2 separate regions of the Bombyx mori genome follow, and region 2 is linked to region 1. A link is a contact called in public Hi-C data. All regions are on one chromosome and are shown on one strand. The core of a region is the stretch at or near the end of the contact, and the rest is flanking DNA. Distances in the headings are between cores, read along the strand shown.

Region 1 (2,700 bases), core at 162-2,661:
GATACTGCATGAATCAACGCCTAATAGTAGGTAATACGCTAAGAACGGAAATACTAATCTTGCCAACAGTTGAAAGTTTTGAAGCTTTCGCATATTTTGGAACTTCAGAAATTGTTCGTCGTCATTGCGTCGAGTGACATCTATCTTTTACTTAAATAAAACCTATTTTTAATGAAAAGTTTGAGTCATTACCTACAACGCTGAATTATAATGATACTTTGGTCATTGTTTATTTGATACTCAAGAGATGGCGCTAAACCCAATTCATTTCGCAAACTATTCTACTACGTATTAATTATTTTATTTTTAATAAAAGAGTGACAAAAATAACTACTTATTTAAATCTATTTCTATAATATAAAAAACAGAATTACCCGTTGATAATTTAATTTTCAAATATTAAATATACGCGATCACAGCGCCAAAGATAAGTTCTCTGATCTTTTACCTAATCTTAGTATAAATAGGTAATCTATACCTAATCTTTGTAGAAAATGAAAATAGTGCTGTAATGCAGTTTCATAAAAATGCCTCTTTACTTGAACCGATTTGCTTTAAATTCGAATCAATGCATAATGAATCGAACAAAATAAGCTGAAGATATATTATATGTAGATAGATCATAGAATCTTATGAAAATAGTCTGTTTTCTAAGAATCAAAACTTGGGTAGACGGTCCTAAAACTGCATACTGTAATATGATTTCATTCGGACCAAATATTTAATTATTGAAATAAATAATTAATGGAAAAAGTAAATAAATATAACAATATTTCGTTGGCAAGACTTAAGTTGAAAATTGTAATAAACATACATATAATTTTAACTGATAGATTCATAAACCAAAATATGATTTCGAAATATGCCTGAAAAAGATTACCAAAAAGATTATTTAATTTTGATTGTTTAGTACAGTTGGCTAGGTACCACTCATGGAGTTAATAAGTACCTACTAACTCTATGGTACCACTACACTATTTGACTTTCGATTGGTGACTAGAGCTGCCAAAATAAAAAAAAATACTCCCAAAAATTTTTACCGATTTTATTGGAAAGTTTTAAACGTGTCAAAGTATGGCACACTCACAATGTTTACTATAAGACCATTTTCTTTCTATGTAACGAACAGTGTAATCATTTATAAATCAAATTAATTTATTTATTATAAAACTTAAAATTTATTAATTATAACAAGTATATTGAGAATCTTATGTAAGATGAAATAGTGAAACATTCCAGATATTATTATTCATTTTAATATAAACAGTGAATCTATAGTAGTAGAGAAGTAGATCTAAGCCGAAACAGCTTTGTGAAACTTCTTAATGTAATCTGAAATAAATTTTGCTACCGTAGTTTTATTCAGAAAACACTTCAACACGAACAATTCCAACGAAATGCAAAAGTTTCAACGCCTGGCAGCCCTGCGTTGAAATGACTTAAGTTTAATGGCGACTGCCGATTGGGGCTGACGGTTGTGTGTCGAACTGTCTCTATTTATATTTTTAGTATATTAGGTGTAGATTCGTAATAACTGATAAACATGACGGGAATTTTACCTACGTATCAGCGGTTTGTTAACGGGGTACCCGTCCCGTCCATATCTCGGCGGTCGTTCCGTATAAGAGAGAAATATCTGATTGTTTCTGTACTTTTGACGTTCGGAATCGTGTGGTTAGGAGCTCTGTTTTATTTACCTGAATTTAAAAGTTCGAGCAGTGTGAATGACAGTGTTTACAATGTGTATAAACGTATTCAGAAAGCGGGTCCAGAGCTGTTAATGCCTCCGCCACTCGCTCAAAACGATGTGGGAGACTTTCCTGTAGTCGGTATCGTTCGGCATGGCGAAGAAGGTGACGACCCACACATAGTTGAGGACAGAAACAGACTTAAGGCTAAGATAGACGAAGACATGGGCATGAAAGTTCTCGAGAGACCGCAGTTTGATGTTGCACCTTCTGTATCTTCTTCTCGAGGTCCCAGCAAGCCTCCTGTTGACGCAATAGAGGAGCCCGCTGTTAGGAACTTCGCAGCTAAAGACGCATCTCCTGCTGGTCCTAAACCAGACGGGTCTAATAGATACGTCGCTGTTGCTATCGGTCCTAACGCTGATCCAGATCAGAAACAAAAGTTAGAGACAGTTAAAGAGGTAAGATTGCTATATAATTTGAACAAATTAAAATTTAATTAAACACCATTGGTTAACTTGATACCACTTGAATTTCAAAATTGTCAGATTATATATTATTTAACTTTAAATCTTGCTTAAGTAAAGACATTACCTTGTCAATTAAGCTTACCTATATCTAGGACCAATCTAGAAATCTATTTGATGAGTAAAAAAGAGCTTGGAATGTAATCATAGTTATTTTAAATGATTAAAATCAATAGTAGTAGTGCCTCGGGTTGTCTGTTTTCAGCAACATATACAATAAACACTAGTTTTTGTCTTTGAAATAAATTTTAATAATTTTCAAAGGACATTCTTAGTACATAAAAGGCAAGTAATTAATATATACAAATTATACATAAGATAAATATCAATACTCGGCAGATGGCTTAGTTACCATGACGTTACTGCAGTATGTAGAGCAGATTTTGATATTCATTAATCTTGGATTTATTGACATCCAAAAATGCTTCACATGAGTGAAAAGGTTAGACTTCAAATTAGTCTAGTAACTACTAGACAGACTTAAC
Region 2 (2,700 bases), core at 30-2,529, 51 kb after region 1:
TGTGGGATTCCATCAAATTCTGCCCTGATTTGCTAAAAATTGTTAATTTTTATTTAATTTAATTAGTTTTTTTGGTTTAAATACAGGATGATATTTTGTCCCTTAAATTATGGATTTTCAAATTTTATTCTTACGTTTCAAGTTATTTTTAGTTTTAACTCCACGAGCTGCCTTAAGGATTACTTTATACTAGTTAGATATTGGTAGTTTGTTTAAGGCAACACAATTCTTTTGAAAACCAATATACAGTACTAAGTAAATCCTTTTTTAGACCATTTATAACTAGTTCTTGATTTTTCTATAACAAAAGTTGGATAGAGTTTGAAATAACTATCTCAAATCATCATCGGTCTGCGCAAATCAGTCTTCTAATTTTGTTTTATGCCGACCTTCATCGTTTCCCTTTTAGAATTCAGTAATGTTCGCTGTTCGCGGATCAAAAAGATAATTAGTTCCTGTTAAAAACTCAGCACTCAATATTATTCACGGAACCTTTCACAGTAACATTTATATCTTGATTGACTTCCCTCGCAAACTCGCTAGCTTGCGACTGTTTCAAAGTAACTCATATTTTTGTGACGGAAATTCTTTTGATTCTCGAAATGACTGTGCCTTAAATTACAAACGAGAACTTGGTGGCACCATCGTGACAAAAGTTTTTGGTACGATGTCGAATGATGTTGATGATATTTGAAGCGCCCATGGCCTAATGAGTGAGAAGCTCCACTGTACCTTCTCCTATGGGGTAATGTAAGTGTACATACCTAACATGTAATCACATACGAATTTCACATTGAAAGGCTTAAATTAAAAGCTTAATAATATATAATATAAACTATTTTAAATTCTGCTTAAGGAAGCATTCTGCTTAAGGAAGCATTCTGCTTAAAGAAAAACTTCTTTGCGCAGAAAGCTGCCCCAAGGAAGTTATTCTTTTCGGTTAGAAAACTCAGATATGCGTTATTATACCTTCAATACAATTGAATATTCATCCTAATGTTTAAGCATGTCTGGTACATGGGTCAGGACCTTATCTACAACAAAAATTTATGAAAACTTCGTTTTATGTTTTGTGGTTCCTCTATTTAAGAATGGTATTAAGTAAATGTCGCTACTAGTCCCTGTGCATTAATGGAGTTTCCAAGGCGCTTCAATAATGCATCAATATTTTCGTCTGTGCTAAGATAAGATTCTCGATGCCAGTAATTTAAACACTCTCAAATAGATGACTCACATAAAAAAACAGTCTGTCTCGCATGAGCGTAGCTGTGTTCGTATTAATATAATATATTTATTTACCTACACTAACGCAATTGTGTCGTTAATCACAATGTGTTTACATTGCTTGTTTGTTGTCATCCATCTTCGTTCATACCAATTGTACAAATATAAAACACTTTTAAAAAGCAATGTTGTTAAGAATAACAGTCATTGACGTTTTAAATAATGGTTTTCACTTTTCAGACATTTATTAATCCTTCTATAAAAATACCCTCTAAAACAAAAGACGGATTAAGGGGATTTTTTTTTTCGACACTGTCTTTTGCATACTCATCAATCTTTTGGTAAATGGCCGCCGGCTGCGATTGCGAGTACCCGATTTTTCTTTAGCTGGCAAGATATCCGATCTACACTGTCAGCTGACGTCTTTTCCAGATTCCCATTTCAACAAAACGTCAATTTAGTTTCTTCAATATAACGAAGTGAAAATAAGAGAATGTTTTTCATTTGGGTTTCACTGATTTTAAAAAGATTTTCGTAAGAAATGTTGAAGGAAAAATTTTGATTTCGAAGCGCAGCATTCGGTCAACCACTTATGCAGACTGCATTTCCGTTAAAAGTCCAGATGAAACGATTTTCTCGGGTTTCGCTATTCCAAGCACGAATGCGATCGAAGAATGCAAACAGTTGCGGCCAACACCAGGACCGATTTTATGAGGAATACTAAATTGTAGATGGAAAGTAATATTTGATGGAAAAATCGTAAGTAGGTACTTTAATATTGATATTAGTTTATTACAAACAAATTGAAACAACAAATTAAAATTGAAACCGCTGATAAGTAATATATTTTGTATGTTAAGATTTTATTCATAAAGATCACGTGTTAGTATCATACTTCAATATTGATTCAAATATCAATATAGTAAATGGCTAGGATAGCTGATATAGTATCTATACTCTATACTAAATTATAAATCTACAGTGGTTTTTACGGATGTTCCGTTATAATTACTGAACCATGCATCCGATTGACTTGAAACTTGGTATCCATGTAGAAAATACATGCACTTAATGGATAGGCTAATTATTTTTATGAATATTGGACTCCCTAATAATAATGACAATAAATAATAATGTTAATTTTAAATGAGCACCGAAGCGGGCGAGTACGGCTAGTAACTGATATAGATATACGTAGTAGATATAATAGTAGGATAACTATGTATAGCAGAGAGATACATATAGTAAATAAGAGACGTCTGAAGATGATTTCAGCGCTCACACGTCCTGGCTCATCCCGCCTTTTCCATGTAGCGGGGGCATTGCGGTCAAGAACGGTGCTCGTTAGGGTCCGTCCAGTAGAATAAATCGAGTTTTCTTTACTGCCCATTCCTATTGTAGTCGGGTTCGCGTCCGAAACGTGAACTTGTACATTTTTACGACAACTCAAAACGTGATTTCGCTGCATTTGCGAAA

The links. Hi-C and Micro-C count contacts between places; a contact is called where the count stands out from the background.
Region 2: a contact with region 1 is called in a Hi-C map of whole pupa, with 3 times the contacts expected there. The contact joins the enhancer-like site here to the promoter of LOC101744335 in region 1. A contact is called at or near these places in 3 of 7 Hi-C or Micro-C datasets (middle silk gland, posterior silk gland and whole pupa).

The regions. Positions count from the first base shown.
Region 1 is chr9:11,879,552-11,882,251 of ASM3026992v2, forward strand. LOC101744335 (mannosyl-oligosaccharide alpha-1,2-mannosidase IA) reads left to right here and starts at 1,412. Exons shown (of 10, transcript XM_038012948.2): 1 at 1,412-2,149. The coding sequence starts at 1,544.
Region 2 is chr9:11,931,127-11,933,826 of ASM3026992v2, forward strand. The region is part of intron 1 of LOC101744335 (mannosyl-oligosaccharide alpha-1,2-mannosidase IA); the gene reads left to right. Among protein-coding and RNA genes, the nearest start is that of LOC101744335, 52 kb to the left of the region's middle. Within about 2 kb of position 1,280, at least 4 of the 8 cell types and tissues checked have open chromatin away from gene starts, as enhancers often do.